7 separate regions of the Mus musculus genome follow, and all the other regions are linked to region 1. A link is a contact called in public Hi-C and promoter capture Hi-C data. All regions are on one chromosome and are shown on one strand. The core of a region is the stretch at or near the end of the contact, and the rest is flanking DNA. Distances in the headings are between cores, read along the strand shown. Region 1 holds the start of Sgpl1 (sphingosine phosphate lyase 1). Region 2 holds the start of Sowahc (sosondowah ankyrin repeat domain family member C). Region 3 holds the start of P4ha1 (procollagen-proline, 2-oxoglutarate 4-dioxygenase (proline 4-hydroxylase), alpha 1 polypeptide). Region 4 holds the start of Vps26a (VPS26 retromer complex component A). Region 5 holds the start of 4930507D05Rik (RIKEN cDNA 4930507D05 gene). Region 6 holds the start of Ddit4 (DNA-damage-inducible transcript 4). Region 7 holds the start of Ascc1 (activating signal cointegrator 1 complex subunit 1).

Evidence for each region. Promoter capture Hi-C pulls out the DNA fragments that hold promoters and counts their contacts. A called contact is a pair of places that touch in the nucleus more often than the background predicts. Capture Hi-C pulls out chosen DNA fragments and counts their contacts.
Region 2: a contact with region 1 is called in a promoter capture Hi-C map of liver, with 3 times the contacts expected there. The contact joins the promoter of Sowahc here to the promoter of Sgpl1 in region 1. A contact is called at or near these places in 2 of 39 promoter capture datasets (liver and pre-B cells), 2 of 484 Hi-C or Micro-C datasets (CD4 T cells and pre-B cells) and 1 of 9 other capture datasets (liver).
Region 3: a promoter capture Hi-C map of pre-B cells shows a contact between it and region 1, with 5 times the contacts expected there. The contact joins the promoter of P4ha1 here to the promoter of Sgpl1 in region 1. A contact is called at or near these places in 5 of 39 promoter capture datasets (the C10 cell line, hippocampal neurons, liver and 2 more), 2 of 115 datasets of contacts at active chromatin or transcription factors (large pre-B cells and pancreatic cancer cells) and 1 of 9 other capture datasets (liver).
Region 4: a contact with region 1 is called in a promoter capture Hi-C map of hippocampal neurons, with 2.6 times the contacts expected there. The contact joins the promoter of Vps26a here to the promoter of Sgpl1 in region 1. A contact is called at or near these places in 4 of 39 promoter capture datasets (hippocampal neurons, liver and pre-B cells).
Region 5: a contact with region 1 is called in a promoter capture Hi-C map of embryonic stem cells, with 2.2 times the contacts expected there. The contact joins the promoter of 4930507D05Rik here to the promoter of Sgpl1 in region 1. A contact is called at or near these places in 1 of 39 promoter capture datasets (embryonic stem cells) and 1 of 9 other capture datasets (macrophages).
Region 6: a contact with region 1 is called in a promoter capture Hi-C map of neutrophils, with 4 times the contacts expected there. The contact joins the promoter of Ddit4 here to the promoter of Sgpl1 in region 1. A contact is called at or near these places in 2 of 39 promoter capture datasets (liver and neutrophils) and 2 of 9 other capture datasets (adipose tissue and liver).
Region 7: a Hi-C map of neutrophils shows a contact between it and region 1, with 5 times the contacts expected there. The contact joins the promoter of Ascc1 here to the promoter of Sgpl1 in region 1. A contact is called at or near these places in 2 of 484 Hi-C or Micro-C datasets (embryonic stem cells and neutrophils).

The regions. Positions count from the first base shown.
Region 1 is chr10:61,145,864-61,149,653 of GRCm38.p6, forward strand. It overlaps Sgpl1 (sphingosine phosphate lyase 1), which reads right to left and starts at 1,821. Exons shown (of 15, transcript NM_009163.4): 1 at 1,660-1,821; 2 at 395-468. The coding sequence starts at 421.
Region 2 is chr10:59,219,922-59,223,711 of GRCm38.p6, forward strand. It overlaps Sowahc (sosondowah ankyrin repeat domain family member C), which reads left to right and starts at 2,001. Exons shown (of 1, transcript NM_172939.3): 1 at 2,001-3,790. The coding sequence starts at 2,123. The coding sequence ends at 3,661. It overlaps Septin10 (septin 10), which reads right to left and starts at 1,579. Exons shown (of 10, transcript NM_001024911.3): 1 at 1,470-1,579. The coding sequence starts at 1,487.
Region 3 is chr10:59,321,231-59,325,020 of GRCm38.p6, forward strand. It overlaps P4ha1 (procollagen-proline, 2-oxoglutarate 4-dioxygenase (proline 4-hydroxylase), alpha 1 polypeptide), which reads left to right and starts at 2,066. Exons shown (of 15, transcript NM_001316371.1): 1 at 2,066-2,246.
Region 4 is chr10:62,485,205-62,488,994 of GRCm38.p6, forward strand. It overlaps Vps26a (VPS26 retromer complex component A), which reads right to left and starts at 1,601. Exons shown (of 9, transcript NM_133672.3): 1 at 1,454-1,601. The coding sequence starts at 1,456.
Region 5 is chr10:62,447,270-62,451,059 of GRCm38.p6, forward strand. 4930507D05Rik (RIKEN cDNA 4930507D05 gene) reads left to right here and starts at 1,891. Exons shown (of 1, transcript NR_027926.1): 1 at 1,891-3,790. Supv3l1 (suppressor of var1, 3-like 1 (S. cerevisiae)) reads right to left here and starts at 2,469. Exons shown (of 15, transcript NM_181423.3): 1 at 2,146-2,469; 2 at 427-504. The coding sequence starts at 2,416.
Region 6 is chr10:59,949,722-59,953,511 of GRCm38.p6, forward strand. Ddit4 (DNA-damage-inducible transcript 4) reads right to left here and starts at 2,049. Exons shown (of 3, transcript NM_029083.2): 1 at 1,976-2,049; 2 at 1,596-1,851; 3 at 1-1,308. The coding sequence starts at 1,791. The coding sequence ends at 815.
Region 7 is chr10:60,001,109-60,004,898 of GRCm38.p6, forward strand. It overlaps Ascc1 (activating signal cointegrator 1 complex subunit 1), which reads left to right and starts at 1,697. Exons shown (of 11, transcript NM_026937.3): 1 at 1,697-1,799; 2 at 3,687-3,790. The coding sequence starts at 3,711. It overlaps Anapc16 (anaphase promoting complex subunit 16), which reads right to left and starts at 2,027. Exons shown (of 4, transcript NM_025514.3): 1 at 1,848-2,027.

The DNA of each region.
Region 1 (3,790 bases), core at 571-3,070:
AAACAAACAAAAAAATCCCAGCACTAGGAGGTAGAGGGAAATGACTAAAAGTTCAAGGCCAAGTGTACCTGCTAAGTTCCAGGCCACCCTGAGTTCCAGAGGCAGCCATTGTTTCAGAAACAAAACAAAAGCAATTGCTCTAGTGGTAGGAGAAGAAAGAGAGAAAAGCCGTGAGCAAGGGCTGTAGAAAGATCCTCAGGGAATTTCTAAGTTCTGCATCCACCGTATTCATCCATTTATTCACCCCGAGCATTCACGCCAGTTTCCAAAGCAAACAAAACAAAAAGAAAAAAGTGGCAGCGAATGCTGAGCTTTGAGCAAAAGCAAGGCATCGGAGGGGAAGCGGTCCCATGACTCAGAGCCTTCTGAGCGAGAGAGAAAGGATCCGACTCACCAGCTTGAGGAGGTCGGTTCCGGGCATCTTCCTCTGCAGCCGGCTCCCTCCCCGGGGCTGCCCTGCCTCTGCGTCTGCAAAGGGGAAACGCAGCTGTTTACTCGGCAGCCCGGCCGGCGCTGCCCCTCCGCGGGATCCCCCTGCCGGCTTTGGCAGCGCTCCAGCCGACCCCGGCACCCCGGAGCAGTGGAGCCCGCGGCGTGCACGCGGGGACACGCCCCTTCCCCGGGCCCACGGCAGCGCCGCCGCCTCTCGGCACAGCGGGACCCGGGACTCCTCCAGCCCGGCCTGCCTTTCCCCCGCGCCCCTGTAGCCTGGCGCCACTACTCAGCCCCGGCCACAGACTCGAGCCTGGGTCTCTCCGACGCCCCACAGCAGTCGGGAACCCACACCCCGCAGCTCGGCTCCCCATCAGCCCGGACCCAGCCCCCTCAGACCAGGCCCGGCTCCCCTCAGCCCGCCCCCTCTTAGCCTGACTCCCTTAAGCCCAGGACCCTCTCAGCCTGGGCCCTGCTCCCCTCAGCCTGGGCCCCGCTCCCCTCAGCCCCGACCCCGCAGCCCCGACCCTGCTCCCCTCAGTCTGGGGCCCGCACCCCTCAGTTTGCTCCTTCTCAGCCCGGCTCCCCCTCAGCCCAGGCGCTGCTCCCCTCAGTCTGGGCCCCGCTTCCCTCATCCCACCTCTCCCTGTGCCACGGACCTGCACCCCTCAGCTCAGCTTCCTCTCAGCCCACTCCCTTTCAGCCTGAGCCCTGCTTCCCTCAGCCCGGGCACCGCTTCCCTCAGCCCGGCTCTCCCTCAGCCCGGCTCCCTCTCAGCTCGGGCCCCGCTCCCCTCAGCCCAGGACCCTCTCAGCCTGAACCCTTGCTCCCCTCAGCCCGGTCCCTGCTCCCCCTCAGCCCGGGCCCCGCTCCCCTCAGCCCAGCTCTCCCTCAGCCCGGCTCCCTCTCAGCTCGGGCCCCGCTTTCCTCAGCCGCGCTCCCCTCAGCCCAGCTCTCCCTCAGCCCGGCTCCCTCTCAGCTCGGGCCCTGCTTTCCTCAGCCGCGCTCCCCTCAGCCCAGCTCTCCATGAACCACAGACCTGCCTCCCTCAGCGCAGCTCCCCACAGCCCGGTTCCCTCCGCGCAGCTCCCCACAACCCAATTCCCTCTCGGCTCCCCAACCACAGCTCGGCCTCCCTCCTCTCCCCTCAGCCCGGGCCCGGATCCCTCCAGCTCCTCTCGGCTCCCCACTGCTCCCGCCGGGTCCAGCCCGCCGCGGCAGCTCCACCTCCTCAGGCTGTGGACCCGGCTCCTTCTTTCCCCGCAGAGGCTCCGCTGGCCGCCGCCCACCTCACGCGCCTCGGTTCTGCGAGCGACTCACTCGCTGGCCACGGGACCCGGGTTCCCCCTTCCGCCGCCGCCGCAGAGATTGGAGGTGCGCCGCCCCCGGCCCCGCCCCTCCCGGAAATGGCCTTGGGGTACCCGCCCGCCTCCAGGAGCCCGGGCCGTGCGCGCCCTTGCCGCTGTCGGGCGCGCGCACGTCCGACGCCGCGCTGGGCTCGGCTCGCCCCGCAGCCCTCCGCCCGCCTACTGCTGGGTCCGGGCTGTGGTGTCGGGGGAACTCAGGCGAGAGTTTGTGGCCAGGGCTAAGTAATGGCGCCAGGGTTGAGAGGCTCGGCGCCAAGGTTCGGGGCGCCCAGAGCCGTGTGGGCGTGCGCGCCGCCTGCTGGCCGGGTAGGGACTGTGTCTAAGCCAGATAGGGTGTCTAGGGGTCTCACCTTTCGCCAGCAGCTGGCCCTGTGAGTTTACAACTTCTTCAGGCTACTCTTTGTGTTTGTCTTTTGTTGCTATTGTTGTTTGTTGTTGTTTTGTGATGCAGGCTTTTTATACTAAGTTGCCGAGACTGGCTTTGAGGTCTTTCTGTAGGGCAGTCAAAGGCTTTGATCTAGGTTTTCTCCCGCCTCATCACAGCCTTCCAAAAATCTAAGGTGACATCTCTCTTAACAATTCTTTGTTTTGATCCAAGTTCTGACTTAGGTCATGCTGGCCCCAAACTGGTCCTGTATCTTAGGATAACTTTGAACTCACAATCTTCCTGCCAGCCACTACACTCAACAGTTTAGGGGCTGGTTAGTGTTTGAGACAGGGTCTCACTCTGTCGTGTAAGCTATAAACTGGCCTTGAACTTGAATCAATCTTCCTGCTTTAGGCTCCCAAGTACTGAAATTATACCCATAAAAAGCTGGTTATGTGAAGTGATTGGGGAGGGAGGGCTCAGTGAGGCTGGGTCCCAGCACCCACTTAAGATGGCTCCCAAACACCACTCCCGGTCCATGGACTCTGACATTGTCTTCTGGCCTCTGAGGCCATAAACACACACACACACACACACACGCTTACACATAAATAAAAATAAATGCTTGAAATAATTAACTTGAACCTGGTGTGGTGGTTTGTTCCTGTAATTCCTGAGGCAATTTTGAAGCCAACCGGGGCTTCAAAATAAGACCCTATTCCCCACCCCAACCCTTGCATTCTGGACACAATTGGTCACTTCCAGCCAGTGTCTGCAGACAAGACTAATCTGAGCAACCACCTAACCTGGGTCTTTAAAGGAAGAGCTTTGAGATTTTACTGTTTTAGGGTTTCTATTGCTGTGATGAAACACCATGACCAAAGAAATATGGGGAAGAAAGGGTTTATTTGGCTTACACGTCCAGAGCACTGTTCATCAACAAAAGAAGTCAGGACAGGAGCTCAAACAGGGCAAAACCTGAAGGCAGGAGCTGATGCAGAGGCCATGAAGGAGTGCTGCTTACTGCCCTGCTCCTCATGGCTGGCTTGCTTATAGAACCCAGGACCACCAACCCAGGGATAGCACCACCCACAGTGGGCTGCGACCTCCCCCATCAATCCCTAATTAAGAAAATGCCCTACAGGTTTGCCTATAGCCTGAATCTCATAGAGGCATTTTCTTAATCAATATTCCCTCCTCTGAGATGACTTTAACTTGTGTTATGTTCACTGAGTGAGCAAGGGGTTGGCCCTTGGTCTCTTTTCTGTGTTGGAAACTTGATTTTCCCATCAAGGTTAAAGATGTCTGAATGAAAAAAGCATGTCAACTTGGTTAATGGAAATAATACCACCCCAGCCTTCACTTCCCCAAAAGAAATAAACAGAGGGCAAATGGTATAAATACTGGGCAGAAATGTTTTTTTCAGAAGCAAAGCTGGCAAGCACTACAATTCAAGTGGAAGGACCCCCAAGGTCACAAAGGTCACCCTTCACACTAGGTTGGGGGAAAAAAAAACCCCGAATTGACCTTTCAAATAGGAATGACTACACTGAAGTGCTGGAGCAGGTGACAGCACAGTGACAGCAGTGACAGCCAACTTTGCCCCCTTGTGAATGCTGATACT
Region 2 (3,790 bases), core at 751-3,250, 1.9 Mb before region 1:
TAAGAAGAACACGGACCCTCGTGGCAGAAATTCACCTATAAATGCCATTTCTAGTAACTACAAATAGAAATTCCATTGTTTTCAGCTTTCTATAAAAGTATATGAGCCACAACATAAACCTCTTCCTATGTGAAGCAATAAACAGATTCCAAATATGGTGAAACTCCATTCACATGTAAATATCGAAAAATTTACCCACGGTAGACATCATGGCAAATATGGGTGACAGATGTGAATGCAGTTACTGTGTCCAATGTATATTTCAGGGGGAAGAGACCTATAAGTTGTATTAGTGTGGATATATCTAACAAGAAATCAAAGTTTCATCATGCTAAAGAATTAGAAGGTACTGATAAATCACTAAATGGATGATAATACTTTTTTATGAGAATAGGTTTACTGGACAGCCATTAAGGTTCGAATAGCTTAGGTACTATGATTTTTTTTTCATGTCAATGATCACGAACCAACTTCACACAGAAATTATAGCATTTATCTATTTCTCATTATTTTTATTTTAGTCTATTGAAATAAGTTCTACAACTAAAATGCAACATAGGAAGATAATAATAAGAGTCACTTGTTTCAGGTAAGTAGAAAGTTATTTGGGAAATGTTGCTTGAGATTAAGAATCCGACAAAAATACTACCAATGCCAAAGGATTCAATAGAGTTAGTTAAGAGGATTACTTTCATTAATATTGGATAAGGGAAATATTAGAGTTTCTTAAAGTAGAGAAAAATAATTTACTGCGTGCAGCTGTTAGGGAAGTAGAAATAGAATCTATTCTACCCCCTGCGACAACTGGAAGATTCCACATACAATCTTAAAATGATGGGAACAAAAGCAAGATTACAAGAGATTGGTATTATGAAAACAGTATGACCTCTCGGATAACTATGGCTTATATCCTATATCAACTAAGATAAGTTTTTCAAGTTATTTGAACCGCACAAAACATTGGATCGGTCAAGTGGTTTGTTTGTTTTTTTTTTGTTGTTTTTTTTTTTTTTCATTACAAGGGGACGGGAAAGCCAAACAAAACCGCCAAGCATTACAGTAAACCCGCGAGCTTTGGAAAATCTAAGGAAGCCGACTTTCCGGTCAGTAGCCATGTACGTGTACACAATTGCACAAAATCAGGCGGATTCCAAGGCCTGATTTAAGTCGGGGAAAAGGAAAAAAAAAACCGTTACAAAGTGATAGGCATCGATCATCATCCTGGATTTCATTTACACCACCCCGCTTTGGCCAGGACCAGGAAGCCTGGAAAATGTAACTTTTCCCCAACATGCAGTCGCTCGCCAGAGCTCTTCAGCCCTCGCCCTGGGGCAACAGGGAGCCCCCTCTCCACGACACGCGGAGTCCCGGAGCCGCACGGTCACAATCTCGCTGGCCCAGAGGCGACCGGGCGGGGCGGGGCGGGGGCTCGGGGAACCCAAGGGCGCGGGGCTCACCAGCTGCTGTACCTCGTCGCATGAGGCCATAGCCCTGGTGGGACGTAGGGAAACGGTGGTCTCAGGCTGGACGCAAACACAGGTCCCGGGCCGCTTCAGAGAGAGACCCGCTGGGCGTAACTGGCGGGACAAGGGGCGTGCCCGGCGCCCCGCAGCCGTTAATGGGCGGGGCGGCCTCTGCTGAGAGGCTGGGGCGGGGCCGAGGCGGAGGGCTGCGGGAACGCGCCAGGGACTACCAGGGTTTCCCGCGCTCGGGGCGAGCTTCTCCCGGGTGTGCCCCACCGGGCGTTTTGACGAAAAGCCAAGTGTGTGGGGAGGGTGAGTGGAAACGTGAGCCTCGGAGGCCAAGCTCTGGGTCCCTCGCCTCCCGCCACTGGCGGAAACAGTGGCTGCGAGCCCGCGCGGAGCCCGGAAGTGGGCGGGGCCTCGGGCCGGGGACTGTCGCCGAGATTGAGTCCCGAGCGGAAGTGGGTGTGGCGGGGCGTGTCCACTGGGACGCGGCCCCAGTGAGGCGGTGTCAGCGCTCGCGGGACTCGAGACTCTTCAAAGCTGGGATCGCGCGTGCTGCCAGCCACTGAGACCCAAGCCGCTCTCCGGGTCCTCCAGGCGTCCGGCCATGGTGTCTGGCTGAGCGCTCCTGGGGCTGAGAAGCTGAGCCGCGGTGAATGGAGGGGTCACTGGAGCTGAGCTCGGAGGCGATCCTGCGCTTCCTCGCCGAGCGTGGGGGCCGGGCGGGACACTCGGAATTGGTGCAACACTTCAGGGACGTCCTGGGTGGCCAGCGCGAACAGCGCACCCGCGCCCGCGAGCGCTTCAAGGAACTGGTCAATGCCGTGGCCACCGTGCGCACCGATCCCGCGGATGGTACCAAGTATGTGCATCTCAAGAAAAGGTTCTGTACGGGGGATTCCCCCCCGCTTGAGGCCAAGCTCCCCCGAGAGCCCCCGCGTATCGAGGTGACTGAGGAGCCTCAAGTCCCGGACCTTGCAGCGGAGCCTTGCGAGGGCAGCCAGCTCCAGGAGGCAAATCCACAGTTGTCTCTCGGACTGGGTGGCGAAGTGAGCGACCAAGAGCCTCCAGCCCCTGCTCAAGGTGGGGCCCAAGGTAAGGACTCGCCACCACAGGAGGTCGAGGCCGTGTCCTGGGCGTCGGGTCCCGGGTCCAGCGAGAACCTTAAACTCCCTCCACAGGGGGAGGCTGAAGGGGGCAGTTCCCCTAGTGGGCCAAACACACCCAGGTCGGCCCGTCAGAACTTTCGGGACCTGGTGTTGGGCAGCTCCCCGCAACTAAAGAGGAGCGTGGGTCCTGGGGACGGTAACGCTGGAGGTCGCAGCAGAGGAGGGGGCGACTCCGATACCGCATCGTTAGCTTCTTCGTCCGCAGAAGAGGAGAGCAGCGTCGGGGCCTCGGTTACCCTGGATCCCCTGGATCACGCCTGGATGCTCTCAGCTTCCGAGGGCAAGTGGGACAGCCTAGAAGGGCTGCTCACTTGTGAGCCCGGCCTGCTCTCGAAGCGAGACTTCATCACCGGCTTCACTTGTCTCCACTGGGCCGCCAAGCACGGCAGGCAAGAGCTCCTGGCCATGTTGGTCAACTTTGCCACCAAACACCAGCTGCCAGTGAACATCAATGCCAAGTCGAGCGGAGGCTACACTGCCCTACATTTGGCAGCGATGCATGGGCATGTAGAGGTGGTGAAGTTACTAGTGGGGGCCTACGACGCAGATGTAGACATCAGGGACTACAGCGGGAGAAAGGCCTCTCAGTATCTGAGCGAGAGCATCGCAGAGGAGATAAAGAACCTGGTGGGAGCCCTGGATGAAGATGATGGAGACAGCCCTGCCGCCCGCGGGGGTGGGCGCTGGAGACTTTCAAAGGTGCTCCCCTCACACATCACTCACAAACTCTCCCCGGTCGTGGAAGACGGAGCTGAACTTCACCACCACGTCCCCGAGGGATGGACTGGAGGAAGCAAAGCAAAAGATTCAGGTCGCAAAGCCTCGGGCAGCTCAAGTGGACGGATGAAGCCACGACTCAACAAAATCCGATTCCGAACCCAGATCATTCACACCACTCCCTCCTTCAGGGATGCTAAACCGACACTGGAGGAAGGGGAGGAGGAGGAGGAGGAGGAGGAGGAAAGGTCTCTTAGAGGCTACTCATCTTCCTTTAAACTGAGACCGAAGTCCAATGTATTTGGGTAAAATAATTCGCGCTAGAAATGCTAAGGCTTATTTGTCTTCAAGGTAGAATAATACTGGGTATGGATAAGAAGTGGAAGCAGAAAAAACCAAATAAATTATGCATTTTAACTTTCGGGCTTGGGGTGGATC
Region 3 (3,790 bases), core at 816-3,315, 1.8 Mb before region 1:
GAGCCAACTCAATGGGTGGGAAGAGTATTCTTGGATGCTTGGGACAGCTGGCAACAACCTAACCACAGATAGAAGAGACTCTAGGCTACAAAAATAAATCTTACTAAATTCAAACCAAATGTAACCCCAGTTCAATTTTAGCAAAAGATTTTAAATGCCTGCCAGCGACTCCAACACCTTCAGTCAAGAGGAAGTACGGCAGAGGGAGAGTTCCGGGGGTGAACAAGAACTGCAACACTGTCTTACTTTTACAAAGTTCATAAGAGCATATGGTCATGTAGACATATTGCTAAGACCCCTCCAAGGATCTTAGAAGGGGGTGCTGGCAATTCTGATTCCTGACACTGAAGCTTCACTGACTTCAGGTCTGGAGACATCCTTTGGTCCGTGACTCATAAAACATATTAAGGATTAAAGGAGATTTTTATATGGGTCATATCTGGCAGGATTTACTGTAGTGAGAGGTTAAAAAAATATATAAAATAGCTTTATTTGTGCATTTTAAAACAACTATATTACAAGTTAGCAGAAAAACATTTTTAATAAAAACATCTTAAGAGTATTAGTGGGGTGGCTGTGTGGTTTTTTGCTTTTTTTGTTTTTCTTCTGTAAATTCTCTTACTAGTGGCCTGGTTGGGATATGCCTCACACTTAAACCATGACAAAGGAGCAGAAGTCTCTGGAAAATCCAACTGTGTTGTCATTATAGCAAAAGAATCGAAATCGTCCTACAAAAACATTTTTGGCTCTACTGCTCCTGACTAGACCCACAGAGCCACACTTTTAGAAACCATTGCTTTCAGACGCCTGAAGCTCTTTGTCTCTCTGTCCCAGATAAGTGCCAATCAGTTCCATACTTTAGCAAGCAAGGAAAACTTTACAGTTTTAAACGAGTAACAAATGTTAGAAAAGTCTTTCTTTCCCTGACAGGAAGTAAATTATCTCTGGCATTGTCCTTATTGCCAGTAACTAAGGTTCTCTTCTTTTAGATCAAGACTAAACTCAAACACAGTTCGTGCCTTATATAGTGTGCTCAGTAGTATTTTTTTAAAGATTTAATTTTATTCATTTTAACTATACGTATGTGTCTTGTGTGGTTAAATACCGGTGTTCTTGGAAGCCCAGAGTTGTTGATCTGCCCGACCTGGGGTTTCAGGATGTTGTGAGCCACCACCCAGCACGGTGCTGGGAACTGAAATCTTAGCTGTGTGTGCCACATCTCCAGACTTACTGTTGTTGATGCTTGTTTCTGTGCTGGTTTGTTTGAGGCTAGGTAATAAAGTCTAAGGCCTTTTTTTTCCATGTTAGGTAAATGCTCAAAACCCAACATCCTGGTACACCCCCTCCCCAGCCCCATTATATGTTTCCATGCTCTTCCTGAATCCTAGGCATGTGCTAAGTAAGTGCTTTTTCATTCATTGTCTCATTGTTTCTCACAGCAAGCCTAGGGCCTAGGGAACAGATAATATTGTATTCCTTCTTTGCAGATGTAGCACCCAAGATACAGGGAAGTTAAAATCTAACTTTATACAGAGTGGGTTAGGATTTAACCTCAGATGACACTCAATTGTCATCTATTATTCACCCATAAAGTATGCGGGTGGGAGATTAAGCGAAATCCTCGTGTTCAAAAGTGTAAAAAAGACGCTTATTAAAGCAAAAACCCCTGTGGGCCAAGCCAGCCCCGACAGTCACCCCGGATACACCGTCTTGTTTCCCACTCCACACCTCCACTTTATTTCCTAAATTCTTATAAACTTCTCCTAATTTTGCACAACTGTCCTTCCTGATGGCTTCGATGGCTCTGAGACCCGCCGCTGACCCTGAAATGAAGGCGCTAAATCCTACAGGAACCCGGGCGGGGGTGGTGGTGGAAGCCCCATGGTAACCACGGGAACGGTGGCGTGGCAGGAGCTCTGCGCAGGCGCACTGCGTCCTCGCGTGGGCCAGCCTAGGCTTGGAACACCCCGGGCCTGGGCGACTCCCGGGTGGGTGGGAGGCTCGCCGCAAGCGCCTGCGCAGTGGCGCGGGAGCTGGTGTGACAGAGCGCACGTAGCGAGGGCTGCGGCCGCCCCCTCTCCGGCGCGCCGGCGCGGCAGGGGAATATAAAAGGGACGCCTGGCTCCCTCTACTGCCCAGTCGCACTGCCAGCAGGCTGAGGGCGGCAGGGAGCTAGCTAGCGGGGACTGCAGGCGACAGGACTGACCCGAGCCGAGCTGTCGCCTTCCTCCCGGCCCGCTATCCAGGTGAGGCGCTCCTCCGATCTTGGAGACGGATGCGGGGTCCCCGCGGGCAGCCGGGGTCCCTTCGCTCTGGAGTGGGGCTCAGCCCTTCTCACAGCCGCCCCCGGGTCTCCCCGAGAGGACCCGGCCCCGCACCCCCGAAGTCAGGCCGCCCCGGCGCTCTCCCAGCTTCCCTCGCCGTCCCCCCACCCCCGTCCTGCCTCTGGCCGGAGCGGCAGCAGCGGCTTGCGCCCCGCCCCAGCACTAGGACCTTCTTGAATGTTCCATCCCGGGCAGCCAGCCTCCCTGATGACTTGTGCAGCGGTACCTCGTCCGCCCCACTAAGCCGGGGGAAGGCGAGGGCGGACGGGCGGGGGTCTGGGCCGCCCGAGCCGCAGATGGTTAGCATGTGGCAGTGGAGAAAGCAGGCAGCGCTTGCAGCCGGGGGCTGAGTCTCTCCGTTTCGATCGCTCTTCTTCTCTTTTTCCTTTTCACTTTTGGAAAGTAAAGCTGGGAAGTGGGACCTACTCAGAAGTTAGGACTGAACTTGTCTGTTGCGCTTCTCGGCGTTGTCTCAGCAAGTAGACATAGCCCGGGGCGCCGAGTTTAGCTGAGAAGTTGCTGTCATTCACAGTTGGGGAAGCTGGCTTCTTCCTTCCTCTTCATCCCAGTGAATCACTTAAGGACACACGCGTCTGTCTCTGTATTTCTCTCTCCCTCTGCTCCTTCTTTCCTCCTGGTTTCCAATCTTGCCCACCTCCTCTGGTTCAGCTCACCCTGATGATCCCCTTTCCCTTTTCGTCTTTCACGCTCCCCTCCTCTTGCAGGGTCAACAAGTCAGTCCATTTTGGCCAAACCTTCTATGGTTGTGTGAGACTTTTAAACTGAATTTTGTGATTGACCCCAGATGGATGTTCAGTGTGGGGAAGGATGGTACGGTTAAATACGAGGTTGTTTCTCCTAGAGAGTGGGAATTTGGTACAAAGGCAGGCTTTCGGACTTAACATCTTCAGCTGACCATCCAAAATGAGGACTCTTGGGGTATTGCACCGTGGTTTATAGGGAAGAGCCTCCACAGAAAGGGATAGACAAGCTCCTGGGTTCTCTTTTAGGAAATGATTTTTTTTTTTTTTTTAATTAAAAGGAACCTGCCAGGTTCGACTTAACTCGAGAGCCATGGCTCTTGGACTTTTTCCTTGGAATGCACTCTGGAGGGATGGAATAGCCACTACGTGAGTGGGGGAGGGGGGAGACGTGGCAACGCTGTTCTTTCATCAACTTTTTTTTTTTTAAGGTTGAGGGGGAAAAAAAAAACCTCGTTTCCCTTCTCAGGTTTAGATGAAGCTTATGAATGGAACTTAGTCTTTTCCTAAAATAATCGCATAAAAAAATTACTCCTGCGTAGCAGGAACATTGGAAATTAAACTTTAAAAAGACACAAAAGGGTTATTTTGATTATTTCTAGGGAGAAAAGAGATTTTTAAGCAGGAAGTAGAAGCTGAAAGTGAACACGCTCTGAATATTTTTATCTTGATTTGAAATAGGAATAGTCGTGATTTCTTTCTTTT
Region 4 (3,790 bases), core at 351-2,850, 1.3 Mb after region 1:
ATGTGTGCCCATACAAAGGCTTTAAAGCTTTACAATTTCGTTTGACAAATACCTTAAAAATAAAAAAAAAAATTGCTCTTAAACTTAACTAGAAGGGCCGGGCGTGGTGGCGCACGCCTTTAATCCCAGCACTCGGGAGGCAGAGGCAGGCGTATTTCTGAGTTCGAGGCCAGCCTGGTCTACAAAGTGAGCTCCAGGACAGCCAGGGCTATACAGAGAAACCCTGTCTCGAAAAACCAAAAAAAAAAAAAAAAAAAAAAAAACTTAACTAGAAGGACTAATTCAACTAAGTAACCAAGAAGAGAGCAATTTAAGCTTTCTTTTCAAATTATAAACAGTGAAAGGAGGACTCCCTAACAGCCTACTAATTCCTTCTTAGTTATTTACAGCAGTTGTAATTTCCACCTTAAACTAATTTATCTAAACAAATGCTTAACTCTCCAGAGTCTGTAAGCTGCAAGGAAGCAAGCAGTTTGCCTTGTTTATCTGTCCCTGGACTCACCCAAAATACTGTTTAAGAAAACGCTCCCTGAATGAACTTCTCCCCCACCCCCCAAACCCTAGAGAAAGCAAATAATTTCTGACTCAAAGTTATTTAATCAAAGCAACGTTTTAAAAATAGACCTGGCTGGCTGGCTTGAGACGAGAAGTTTCAAGCAGTTTATTAAAAGTGGCGAGCTTGGGAAGAGCGGGTAGTATAAGGGGAGCGCACAGTGGGCTCTCATGGAGTATATGCTAAATAACACGAGCCAAAGGAGCTCTAATCTATAGACCGCGGGCGCGTAGTTAAACACTAGCGCGCCCAACGGTGCTTTCCATTAAGTGTGGTTAAGTGCTCTGATTTTCATCCCTGCCTGGGCTCCCAAGACACTGCAACATCCCAAAGTGCTAAGTTATAGAAATCGCTTAGGGAAGGAAGTGAAACCAAGTGCTTAAATCGGCGTCTGGAGATATAAATGAGGGGTCTCGGCTCCGACACCCTCTTGTCTCCCCTCCCTTCCCCTCCTATTCTACAAGTGCCAAAAGCCTCCACCCGAATCAAGAAATCGCAGAATGTCTCCACAACCAGCTTAAAGAAAATAAGCGGACTCTATCGAGCTCGGGACGAGGAAGGTGAGCAGGTCTCGCCAGAGTCCGGAACTGGGAGAGAGGGCACTGACTGTCCTCGGCTACCTTGGAAGGCGAGGCTGCCGAGCTCCGGCTGGGCGGGCTGCGGGTGCCCAGCCAGGGTCCCCACAGCCGGTCGAGGAAGGCGGGCAGAGGCTCCGACATGGCCGGGACAGTGCCGCCGGCCGCAGGTGCTCAGGCCTGGCCGGGAGCGGGCAGCCGTCAGGCCTCACCGCTCCGCGCCCCTTCCCTGCAGGCTCGGCGCCGCGCCCGCCGTTGGGAGTCCCGCCGCGCGCCCCACGGCCCCGCGGGAGACGACCTCGCAGGCAGGCCGCCGCGCACTCACCATTGTCACCGCCGCCGGGTCGCCCACTCCACTCGGCTTTCCCTCAGAAGAACTCCCAGCCTGGGTGCCTGCGCCCCGCCGCCCGTCACGTGACCGTAGGCCATCAGCCGCACGTGACCACTCCTTTTCCTCTTCTCCCTCCCCCCCCCACCCCGCCCCGCTAGAGGCCCCGCCCTGCTAGAGGCCCCGCCCTTCAGGAAGGCCGTTTCGAGGCGGGGCTCCTCCGCCCCGCCTTTCGGTTGAGGGCGTGGTCTGGGTGGGTGACGTCTGGTGGGAGGAGTCAAAGATCTGTCTTCTCAGTCCAGCAACCCTAGAGCTAGTTGTCACGTGACGAGCCGTGCGCTGTCAAACTCCTCCCTCCGGCACGCCCATTTCCTTTTCCCTAGGGAAACTTGGGGGACTCGAGGGTTTGTGCGGGAGGCGTGTCTTTGCGGGCTTGCTGCAGTTCCGACCTTTGCGCCTGATCTGTTTCCCGCCTCAGCCCCGAGAATTGTTGGCCTCCGAAGAGACGGTTAGGGAGAAAAGCTAATCTTTAAAGCACATCCTTTGCAGTCCACGGATAGCTCGTGACGCAGCCTTCCAAGCCGGAGAGGCAGTACTCTCAAATCGGTTCCGCCCTCCTTACCCCCCCTCCCCGGCAACAGCCCTTCCTAAAAGTTTCGCAAGCGTGCAAAACGCAGCTCTCCAACACTCTGATCCAGTCAGTCATTGTAGTGGAGGCCCAGAAAACCTGAGGATAGATGAAATACTACGAAGGCTTAGGAACTGAACCTTTCATTCAGATTTATGGGCGGAGGGGTGTCATCAGCCCTATCATAACGAAACTCAACTTGGGGAGTAGAGTGTCAAGTTGTAAGTCTAAAATATTTAAAGGTTAAAATGAGGCTTCGGTCTCCAATCGCGACAGAATTCAAATACTGGAAATGAGTCTTTTGTTTGTAAGACAGGGGTTCTCATGTACTCATGTAGACTAGGCTAGCCTCAAGTGGAGAGTGAGCACCTCCAAAGTGCCTTCCCAATGCTGTAATTGCAGGAGTCACTGGTGGTTTTATGCATTGCTGCAGATGGAACACTGCACTTCCTTCATGCATGCAGGAGAAATCTGCCTAAAATGATATTATCTGAAAACAAATCTTAAAGATTGCTATGCCAGGGAGCTTTGGAACGAATGGATGTTTGTGTGTATATTTATTGTTGAGACAGGGTCTCACTAGGTGTCCCAGGCTCCTCTGGAATATGCTATGTAGCCCAGGCTGTCAAGAAACACATCTGTCCTCCTTCAGCCTTCCCAATATTGGAGATTACCTGTCATATTTACAGACGGGTAAAATAGTATGGGGACAGAGAAGGGAGTTTAGATCTCAAAATACTATTGATTAAAACCCTGTGATGCAGATGGCTTGGATGAAGGAGCATCACCCACTCTATAAAGAAGGATAAGTCAGGTATAGAGGTTCATAGCTGTAATCCCAGCTCTCCGGAGACAGAAGAAGTAGAAGAATCGCCATGAATTAAAAGACCCCTGGAGATTACACAGTTAGTCCCCTGAATGACCTGGGCTACAGTGTGAGACCTTGTTACAAGGAAACAAAAGAGAGAAACAATTGCGCATAGTCTAAGATCTGAAAGGTTAACTGTGTTTGTTGGTTCTAGCACCATTTGCTCAAAATACTTTCCCCTGTAAACTGCTGTGGTGTGGTATGCTTGTCAAAAATCTATCGATTGGGGCTAGAGAGATGGCTGAGCTAAGTCAAGAGCACTTGCTGGCTACCCCTTCAGAAGCATGAGATTTGATTCCCAGCATCCAAATAGTGGCTCCTTACCAGGGGGATCTGATGCCCTCTTCTGGTCTCCATGAGCATCACATATGCAGGTTTTGTACAGAAGGTCTGCAAAACCTCCATGCACCCAAAGAAAGACTCAAGGAGGTAAAATAAAAACAATACTGGGTCTTCCATTCATGAGCACTGTGCATTTTTCTAATTTTTACCTTTTTTTAGTGTTCTTCACCAGTGTTTCTAATTTCCAGTGTTATACATTTTTATTAAATTTATCTCTAAGTGCCTGTATTTTTTAACACTATTGTAAATAAAACTAAGTTTTTCATTTTTCAGTTCTTCGTTGTGATGTGTGTAACTTTCCTGTATTGACTGTGTACCCTGCAGTCTTCCTAAATTTCTTTGATGATTTGCTCTAGGCTCACACATACACACACACACACACACACACACCTTTTTTAACCTGGGTTTCTTTTTTCCTTTGTGGAGCTGAGGACTGAACCAGAGCCTCATGGATCCCAATCAACCAGCCTACCACTAAGCCACATCCTCGGCTGTC
Region 5 (3,790 bases), core at 641-3,140, 1.3 Mb after region 1:
AACTGAAACTACACAGGACAGACACTAAGGCAGGCTGAACACGCACTCCTGTACTGTGGAGTCTGGCTGGCAAGCTGGGCTTGTGAGTCCCCCAGAAGACAAGGAGAGGGACTTTTCTTCAGACTATAATACACATAACAAAGTACAATGCAAAATGTGACAGTTCTATGAAGATGTTACTGGCAGAGATGCAGAGAGAACTCTGTGGTTAAGAACAGTGGCTGCTCTTCCATGGAAACCAAGCTTGATTCTCAGCATCCGAATGGTGGCTCACAGGCATCTCTAACTCCAATTCCAGAGCATCTAATACTCTCTGTCATGGGCACTGCACAAAAGTAGCTATGGACATACATGTAGGAAAAATACTCACACACATAAATTGATAAAAACTGTTCAAAATAACTCTCAAAAAATTGTCAGCCTTACCATCAAGTCCATAGTCAGCACTCAGCTTTTGAATTTCTTGCCTCTTATAAAACTTGTCTAAGATCTTCTTTACTTCATCTAAAAAAGAAATATAAGTTTTTTTAAAGATTTATTTATTTATTTATTTTATGCATGAGTACACCACCATTGGTCTCTTTAGATACACCAGACCCCATTACAGATGGTTGTGAGCCACCATGTGGTTGCTGGGAATTGAATTCAGGACCTGAAGAGTAGTGAGTGCTCTTGTAAGCCATCTCTCCAGACCCTATAAAAGATTTTTTTTTAACAATTGTTTACCAATTTAGACAAATCTACAACAAAAGGAATTTGAAGTCATAATACTAAAGGCCGGGGCCTCAGGAATGCTTTGAGAGTGTGAAGCTTTGGGCTACTGTGCAATGGAGTAAGAAAAATGACAAGAGTACAGCAATGCACCATCCCTGACAGACCACAGACACACAAGGAGAGAGCCAGTCCCCCTCCCCCCACCCCCACAGAGTCACCATCAAACCTCCCCTTGTGCCCAAAGCTCTTCTTGAGTAACCAAGAAAAGGCAAGTCCTGCTATGAGAGGCAGATGTAATTCACTACTAAGAGCAGTGTTAGCAACGGTAGCCTGTGCAGTAATTAATGACAATCCCCAGTCTGAGAACAGCTCGAGCTTATCTTGAGGAGGGAAAAAGTAGAGGGAAAGGAAGGGGAAGAGGAGGAGTACTACCTTGTTAGTTGATTTCACAGTACTGGGAAATGACCCCACGGCACTGCGTGCTTGGCAAGGCATATATCCCAGGGTTATATCTTCAAGCACATTAAAAAAGAACACTCTGCTGCCTGGAGGTGCAGGTAGCCCAGGCCTTTGATCCAGGGACTCGGCAGGCAGACACAGGCCTATCTCTGTGAGTCTGAGGCCAGCCTGGTCTACAGAGCACATTCCAGGACAGCCAAAGCCACACAGAGAAACCTTGTTTAATTTTTTTATTTTGAAATAGGACCTCTCTTAAGTTTTCCAAGCCTGTTTTGAACTCATTCTGTAGCCCAGGCTGGTATTGAACTTGCCATCCTCTGCCTCTGACTCCCAACATGAAGCCTATATTTTAAAGTCACAATAGGAAGCATCAATATTGCTTGTTGAAGAGCCAGGAAGACAGCTTGTGCCTAAAAGAAATGTGGTTTTCTTTCAGTCTCTAAGAATGTCATTTGGTGAAAAGAAACCTTTCACCCTCCCATTGTCAAGCTCACCCAAATGCAGGTAGGACAAAACTCACTTCAACCCAGTGATGCTAAAGGTTTTTTTTTTATTCATCTCTGGAACCTGGGACGATACTACTTTTTGGCAAAGACAGTTTTATCAACTTTTATCTTGTATTTAAATTCAGGTCTGTCTCGTGGGAGAGTAAATTTATTGAGAAATCCGGATCTGAGACCCGTTGTCTTGGCAACCAGATGGAATTTTAACATCGTTAGACATCCACATCAGGTCAATGGCAAGTCCTCACTGTTTAATCCCTCCATGAGGACTCTAGGAGCACAAGCGGCGCACCACTTAGGGACAAAACTCTTAACCTCCTCGACCGAAGAGAACGGTCAATGTCAACTACAGAAGAGACTAAATATGACTTAGGCTCGGGTGCTAAGGGCTCCAAAAAGGAACAGACATTGCACTATGTAGGCCCAGGCTGCAGACCCTGCCGCTCTGCCGGGAGGCTCCAGCACTCACTCTTGTCTAGAGGCCGAGTGAGCTCCGCGCCCACGTCGCCATCGGCGCTGGGACCCTGAGGCTTCACCGTCAGCGGCACGAACAAGGACGTGTTCGGGGCTTTGGAGCCACCAGAGGCAGAGGAGGAGGCGGCCAAGCAGGGAACGCGTCCTGAAGCCCCCGGGAACGACCCCACGAGAGCGCGAAGGGCGGAGCAAGGGGCCGCCCGGGGCCCAGCCCCGCGCCCCGCCGGGAGCCGAGCCCACAGCAAGGTACACCGAGGCAAGGACATTGAGGCCGCGGCTCGAATGGAGCCGGGGAAAATCCGGACCACTGGCGCCGCTCGGTGACGTAGCTCCGGCGCCCGCGGAGCGAAAGGACCCAGAGAGACACAGGGCTGCCCCCGCGTGCGCCTGAAGGAAAAGGAGATGGAAGGGTTGGGAGCGCGCCTCTTCGTGGGAGCACGACCTCTGTACGTTACAGTGGCAGAAACGAGCTCCCATCCTCTCACTCTTTCTGCGGCAATTGGCAGCGTCTTTCTCGAAAGAAGGGAAAGTAATCAGGCATCTTAAGGGATGTTACAGATGCGCGGAAGGGAACCGTACAAGCGTCGTCATGTGACCAAACTGTCTATCCTGCATCATGTGGCTTCAAACGCTAAAGTGCATTTCCAAGAAGATTGGTGCATTAATATCCGTAGTTTCCTGATAGGATAACGTTAGAGGACGTAGCTTGATCTGCTACAGATCAAGACGGGTTGCAGAGAAATCCGGTTGTACGATAACTGGCGCTTACGTGACACGTGTGTCAATACACGTGCTTCTCTCCTTGGTGCTAGGGCTCCATGTAGGGGCCATGAGCAAGCTAGGCATGTGCTCCACCATGAGCTGCAGAATTCAGTTAACGTGAGCAGTTTGTACTCCTCGCATCTCGAAAGTTATAACCACAAAGTATGCTCTGTGTACCTGGTTAAAGTTTGATCTTACTCCTATCTACTACAGCACTCGGTCCCACCCGAGTTGTAAGGAAAGAGGTGCCTCTGTTCGTTCCGTCTGGGCGTGACCATTCAGTTCTTGGCCGGCCAAACACTAGGAGGGAAGCCATGTGTGGCGACGTTCCCTCAGTCCTCTGCCGAGAGGTCCCCAACACCATCTAGTTTCTGAGTTCAGGAGCCGTTCGGTTTTTAGAAAATTGGACCCAGTAACAACTTCGTTCGTTCGGTGTCTGGTGGTCCTCATTCCAACCCGCGCCATCGGTCAATCCTCTGTCTCTATCCCTTCTTGACAAGTTTTCTGATTTCAGAAAATGAGTTGCGGGATATGGCTTCGGAGTCAAAGCTCTAAAACCATCTGGTGCTAAGTCAAAACCCTCAAAGTTCGGACCCTGAACTCGAATGGCCTTCCTTCTCTGAAATTGATCGAGGGTCTTTCGATCTCAACTGCACTTATTCTATCCGCAGAGTCTGCAGTAATAATATGGGTAGGCCTCCTTGAGAACCCTCCTTGGTGAGAGGCTCATGGGTTTGGTTCATTTGGCAAACGAACAAGGTCAGGTTTATTGGTGCAGCTCTTGGACCAAGGACCCATGATGGACGATTCTTAAGAGTCCTGAGCAAGGGGAAAGGTTGTGTGTCAGACAAGAGCTGGCTTTTTTTTCCCCATGTAAG
Region 6 (3,790 bases), core at 799-3,298, 1.2 Mb before region 1:
ACTTGAACATCAAGTGTATTCATGAACCGCGAGTAACTTCATGTAAACAGGTTCTAGATGGAAGACCCAGGTGGCACTCCTCTGGGAAAAGAGGGTTCCAGCCCCCCACCCCCACCCCAGCCCCTCTCCTCACAGTTGAATCCTCCAGTACATGGGCACCGGGATGGGCTGGCTGCAGCTCCCAGGTGTAATTTTGTTTCAAGTGTCGAAGATCCCGAATGATCCTAACACCCACCCCATTCCTACTCTTACATTCATGCAGTCTGTAAGATAGCTGCCTCGAACAGGTCAGTAGTGAAGCGCCGATCCCCACCCCCCAAAACCAAGATACAAAACAAATGACAAAACACACTAGGTCCTTTCAGACCAGAAGATACACAAACTGTCGGCCACCTCCCCCTGCCTCCCCCCCAGCCCCCAACCCCCAGCCGGGGCAGAGGCCAGTGCAGACCAGCTGCCCTTCTGGCTCTGGCCCACAACTGCTGTTGTAACTTGTCAGTAATAAAAAAAAATAAGGTACATGCTACATACACATCCAGCCAGAAGCCTGTGTGACTCCTAAGCCTTTGTTTCATGCTACAGTACTGAGGGGCGTGTGCCCCAACAGGGAGCCACCTGCATACAACCTAGAGACTTCCTGGAGAACACTTCCTTCCCCCACCTGGCCCTGCGCCCCTCAGGTGGCTATCGTCAGTTTTCTAACACAGGGGACAGTCCTTCAGTCCTTGCCTGCGGGTCTCCACCACAGAAATTCCTTGTCTTCACTTTGGGGGGCAGTGAGAAACCCTCCCCGCACCCCACCCCAGGATGTAGTTCAACACTCTTCAATGAGCAGCTGCTCGGAGCTGTAGAGTTTCTTCTTGATGACTCTGAAGCCGGTACTTAGCGTCAGGGACTGGCTGTAACCAGGGACCAAGGAAGAGTTGGCAGAACTTAACAGCCCCTGGATCTTGGGCCAGAGGCGAGAGTCCAGACGCAGCACCAGGGTCAACTGAAAGGTGGGCACCAGGCTGGGGTCGAGGGCCAGCTGAGCCACGCTATGGCAGCTCTTGCCTTGCTCCACACACACGTCCAGCAGTGCCCCCCGCAGGCCGCACGGCTCACTGTATGCCAGGCGCAGGAGTTCCTTGCCCACCTGGCTCACCAGCTGGCTCGGCATGAGCAAACGCGCAGGGCGCCGCGAGCCCAATCGCGCCTGGGACAGGCTCTCCTGCAGCAGCTGCATCAGGTTGGCACACAGGTGCTCATCCTCGGGGTCACTGAGCAGCTCAAAGTCGGGCAGGGACACCCCATCCAGGTATGAGGAGTCTGGATAGAGAGAACACAGGGAAAGGGTATTGTATTAGAGCGCCTTCCACAGGAGCTGTACGGGCGGGGGAGGTGCAGTTTGCCTAAGCAAACAGTGTCCCTTTCCACTCCGTGCCTCAGTTTCCGCCCCGCAGTCTTGTCTTCTAACCCTAGAGTAATCTGTTTTTTCGTGCTGGGGTGGGAAGCCAAGGTGGCTTTGAGCCGATTCAGCTCGCTTCGTACCCACCTCCCGGGACCCCTCCCACCCCCCATCCCCGAACCCAATTCGGCCCCGGCTGAGTGCTCACCTTCCTCCGGCCCGAAGCCACTGTTGCTGCTGTCCAGGGACTCGCAGTCCGAGCTCTCCAGGCTCGCGCAGCGGTCAAGGCCCTCTTCTCTGGCTGCAGACCCCCAGGCGGAGCGCGGCGGCCGATCAGCGGCCGGAGTTCGAGACGAGGACGAAGAGGAAGAGGAGGACGAGAAACGATCCCAGAGGCTAGGCATGGCGGGGTCAGACGCCAGGACGCTGGCTGCTAAGGTCCGAATGAAGGCGCACAGAAGCCGCTGAAAGACAAGAGGGACAAGGATTTGGCGTCAGTGTCGGCGTTGCACAGGATTGAGGGCTCTGAGGCCCCAAGAGCCGAGGTCACTCCCCGACAAGATGTGCACACCCGGGAGGGACACTCACCAGCTAGCGCGGTCAGCGAAGATTGCGGACAAGAGCGCTCTGCCTCTCGAAGGGTGAGCGAACTGGTGCCAACCCCCGATCGCTGCCCGGACCTGTCCCTTCGAACCCTCTCGCACCTCCCCCCTGCCTGCTGCGATCCCTAGCACCAGCGAGCAGCAGCCTATAAGGGCTCTCCCGGCGAGGCCACGCCCCCTCCAGGTCGCAGCCCAATCGAGACCCGGGAGTGTGGCCCACCTCAGCCAATAGGCACCGGGCGCACGTTCGCAACGTTCTCTCCTGCCTGGTGACAGCGGCCTGGCCCCGCCCCCACGGAGCCCCAGAACGCTCCCGGCCGAACCCCTCTCCCCTCGCCTTAGCTTCGGCCACACCCCCTTTCTGGAAGGGATCCGAGGCGGCTTTCAGCAGCTGCCAAGGTCCCTGAGGGCGCTCGCGGTAGGGGAGGATCAAGGAAAGACTTGTTTATTATAGGGGCGCGTTGCTGGGGGAGGGGACGGCCCGTGACTGCACTGAAAAGAAGAGTTGGGGGACCTGGTGCGGCTTGAGCAGGGGAGAAAGGTACCCCTAGCTTCTGGGAGCCCAAGGGCCAAGGACACTACCGGGCGCACAACTGGATGCCCCATGGGACCGTGGCGCGGCGGCAGACGTTACTCCGTTGTCCCATGAGCATCAGTCCCACGCTGTCTTTGCTTCTGACACGCGATGCACTTTTGGTAATAGGTCCAAAGACAAGGCATCTCAGGGCCATCGGCTCCCACGTCCCCTCATCAGTGTTCCTGTTACTCTGCAGCCCCGGGGGAGCAGGGTGTAGGTTCAGGAGGACATCAAGTGCTTGCCAATTCGAGATTGTCCTCTAGCAGAGGGTTTGGGTAGGAGTTAGAGTTCACGGACTCCGATTCTTAGCGCCTGGTCCACGGCCAGGGAACAAGGGCTCACATCAAACCGACACAGTGACCCACCCGCAGGCCTTAGGGGGACAGAACACTGCAGGGCCAAGTGCCTCCCAAACCCACTGCGGCAGAGCCCCTGGCGTCCGCCGGGTCCTAGAACCCCTCCCATGCTTTGTGTTAAGGGGGGGAAAAGCGGCGGATCGGGGGTGGGGGGTGGGGTGGCAGGAGAATTCAATTCAATGGAACCCAGGACCGAGGTCTTTGGAAAAGTCCAAATGCAAGAGCCATATGGGGTTTCATCATTCAGGCGAGGCAACAGGAAATATAGCCTGGCAGCGATGCTCTAGGGCTGATAGCGATTTGTTTAGGGTAGGAGGAGATTCAGTCGGACTAGACCTGTTTTTTTGTTTTTTTTTTTGTTTTTTTTTTTTATAAAAAGGTTTGTTAATGTAGGACACTGGGACCCTGATGGAAGAAAAGACCAAACTTACATCAGACACTCTGGCCCGGCGGGCAGGAACCAAACCAGATCAGACAGGCAAGCATCACATCGCTACAGGGCAGGTTTGCTTTGACACATGACACTTGCCAGGGAAGTCAGGCCACTGTCCTTTCCAGCCCCACCCCCACTGCCCAATTTCATCTTTTGGACGGAGTTTCACGGCTGGCTGGCCTGGAACTCCCAGAGATTCTCCTGCCTTTGCCTTCCTAGTTCCAGGATGACAGTGAGTCACGAAGCATAGCTCCTACCACCGATATTTTTAAAATTAAAATTAAAAGCCTGACTTTTAGAACAGCCAGGTCTTAGAACTGCAAAAGGATGGGAATCCAAGCTCTCCCACACGTACTCTCATTTTACAGGTGGGAGACACATGGTCAGGGCAGTGGTGGCACACGCCTTTAATCCTAGCACCTGTGAAGCAGAGGC
Region 7 (3,790 bases), core at 447-2,946, 1.1 Mb before region 1:
TGCTGCGAGACTGGACAAATCAGTTGCCTTTTCTGTCCCTTAGATGCCTCACCTGTAAGCTGGAGTCAGTAACAGTGGAGCCTACCCCGAGGAAGAGTTATGAGGGTTAAATAAGTACAGCCGAGACAAGCAAATCAGCCCGGCCTGGCCCGCAATCCCAGATCCCGCTGGCTTGGCTTACCGAGTGTTGGAATTACAGGTGTGCACTGGCACATACACTTTTCCCTATGCACAATCCAGCTTTTCACTTACGTGTAAAGCTCCCGGGAGGGAAGGGTCTGCTCGGGAGGCAGGCAGTGTGATGTTACGCACTTCACACATCCTAGCGCTGGGCTACACTCTCAGTCAGCACATTCACCTCATGATCTTATAAAGAATCTTGCAGTGGGGCTGGGGAGAGCTACATGGAGTAAGTGTTTTCACTGGAGGGGTTGGGGAGCCCTTCAAGTCACTTACAAGCCTCACAGGTGTGGTAGCTGCCTGTAAACCCAGCCCTTGGGAGGCAGAAGATAAGCGATTCCCCATAGCAATGTTGTTAGCTAGGTTATGGGGAATGGGAATGTTCTGGGTTCAGGGAAGCTATGAAAGGCTAAGGAGGAAGACAGCAGACACCAGCTTCAAGCCTGGGCCTGGGGATGTATTGTGAGGTGGCTAGAGTGTTTGCTTACCCAAGTGTGAGGCACTGAAAAGGATCCCATGTCGTTGGAAGGAGAAAACAAACTACCTTTGTACCCTGGAGGCATCTTATAAAAACCCTTGTCACAGTGGCTCCTGGATGAATGATTTATAAATACGAGGTCAGCCGGGCGGAGGTGGCCCACGCCTTTAATCCCAGCACTTGGGAGGCAGAGACAGGCAGATTTCTGAGTTCGAGGCCAGCCTGGTCTACAGCGTGAGTTCCAGTACAGCCAGGGCTGTACAGAGAAACCCTGTCTCGAAAAACCAAAAAAAACCAAACCAAACCAAAAAAACCAAAAAAAAAAAAAAAAAAAAAAACCCCACAAAACCAACCAACCAACCAAAACAAACAAACAAACAAACCGAGGACAAAAGCAATCAGCTCAGTAGAGGCTGCAGGGGACCGAGACAGTTCCAGTCATGACTCTTTCTGCATGGAGTATTCAACCCTGTCGCTCAGGAGACTACCATCCTCATAACGAGGCACTCAGTGAACTTTTGTTGAATGATGATTATCTGGAACTTGGCCCTATCAGGGAAGCTGTGGCTGCTGCCAAGCAGAGGAAACGCTCCTAAGAAGCGGAATGATAGTTTGTGGGGCACAATATGGCTGGCGTGGTTAAATACTTACTTTGTGTACGACAGGGACGACCTCGCACTCATAAACTTTCCGCTTATAGTCTTAAAACAAAACAAAACAAAAAAAGAGATCCTCCTTTAAAATAAAGCCCAGAACAAACCAGATGCTTATGTCGATCGGGATCCAAGTGAGGTGGCTAATTATGACACCCGTTGGGTTCTACTAACAAAAATCACTAGGTGTCCCACCTAGACAGACGGATCACCACCCGCAGCACCTAGCTGCGGTAGCTCTTTCTAGGTGGGATGAAGAAGCTCGCGGGAGAGGGGAGGAGCCAGCACCCTAATCCTGGCTACTCCAACTCCACCCAGGTACGCTTCCTACCCAACAACTCGGGGAGGAAGGGAAGGCTTGCGGCCGGCCCACGGCGCAGGCGCCAACCCGCCCCACGCATGCTCAGTCGGATGACGCTGCCTTTGCATACGGCCGGCGCGGGCGAGCCTCCAGGGTCTCTTCCTACGCTCCCAGTTAGTCCTGGCAGGTAGGAGCGTAGGGGGGAATCAGGTCTGGAAGGTTCTCGGCCACTTACCTCAGCAGCTTGTGCACTTTGACTGACAGCCCCGCCCCTTGGACGAAGCCGTGCGGCCTCGCTCGCCACGACGTAGACGGCGGCGTGCGCGCGCCCGCCTGAGCTGTGGGAGTTTGATGGCGGTGCTGCGCCTGTCCCTGCGGCGGTGAGGGCTAGAGGGCGGTGCTAGCGCGCATGCGTGGAGGGGGCGGAGCCCGGCTGGGCCAGACCGAGCTTTCCGAGAACACTTCCGGGTCGCTGTGGCTGCCCCGCCCCCTTCCCCGCCCCAGTCCCCCGCAGTTTTGGTTTTCTTGCGTTGGTGCTGTCTGCTCCGCCTCTCTAGCGTAGGATGTTCAGCGTTTGCTTTTTATGTGAGAATTGCACGAAAGCATATCCACTTTTCCCTCTTCAAACACCCATGACCCAGGGCTAGTCCGCTCTCCTCCTTCTGCGCAGTCTCTGCCTGGAGCTGCTCAGGAAAGGTACCACTGTGGCTTCGTGCTCAGTGCTCACACTTTGTAAAGGCTCCTTTTCGACAGAACGTGGTTTTTGAAGTGGGAAGGGATGCTAAAGGAGTAGCACACCAGGGTGGCGCGGCACAAGACTGTTAATAATTGCATCCCCCTGCCAACGTTGATTTTCTGTTTTCTCAAAGCACGAACCCTCTTCTTGCGTCCTGCAGGTGGCTGCGGATTAGCGACTTGACTGAGGGTTGGGTCAAGCATTCATTTGGAAGGGATTGTTAGGCCTTCTTTGGTGGAACTTGTTAAGTACGTGAACTTGTAGCCGCAGCCATCTGGGATGGGAACATGGGGTAGTTTATCAGGAGCCTTTAATTCCGAATTATTGATTCAAGCGTGAAGCCGTTTGTTGTGTTCTGGAGGCAGTGGCCTCGGGAAACTGTTCCTTCTCAGTACTGTGTTGGTCCGAGAACTGTGTTAGTAAGTCATATTTTAATTGTACTGTGATAGGGAAATAAATCTGATTGGAAGGTATTTATTTCTAGCATCTTTAAAACGGCTTACCTCTCTTCCGCGGGTATTGTACCGATGGTTCCTCAATGCGTTATCAAACTGGATACGATAAAATATCATACTGGATAGGGTGAATGAAGCACTCTGCTCATACTTAGGTGGCTAGCAAGACCTCACCCCCTATAGGTTAATCAGACACCTATACAAGAACTTACACTGGTGAGCTCATGGAAAGCGACACTATTTTTGCTTAGGATGTGCTGTGAACTGCCCAGTTGAGGCCTACATAATGGAGTTTTTAATTTAAATTTCTTATTACATTTATTTATTTACGAATGTAGTCTGTGCATATGTTACCTGCCTACACAGCAGAATTTTTTTTTGTTTTTTTGTTTTTTGTTTGTTTTTTGTTTTTGTTGTTTTTTGGTTTTTTTGAGACAGGGTTTCTCTGTATAGCCCTGGTTGTCCTGGAACTCACTCTGCAGACCAGGCTGGCCTCGAACTCAGAAATCCACCTGCCTCTGCCTCCAGAGTGCTGGGATTAAAGGCGTGCGCCACCACGCCCGGCTAGCAGAATTTTTTAAATTTAAAATTTTATTACATTTATTTATTTAGTCTATGCTACTTGCCTACATAATGGAGTTTCTTTTAACTTAATTTTTTATTACATTTGTTTGTTTATTTCCATATTTTGTCTGTGCGTTTGCTACCTGGCTGCATGTGTAGTCCAGAGGACAACCTGCAGGAGTCAACTTTTTCCTTCTGCCGTGTGGGTCATCGGCCTTGGGAGCAAGTGCCTTTACCTGTTGAGCCATCTTAGTGACCTAAGTATTCATTGTTTAATTAAAAAAAAAAAAATTAAACAAAAGGGCACTTTCTTTTTCAGGACTTTCCTGGAACGTCATTTGTCATGGATGTTCTACGCCCACAGATTGTAACGTTCGATGGACGGAATTATAGAAAGAATCCCATCCAGGAGAAACAGTACCA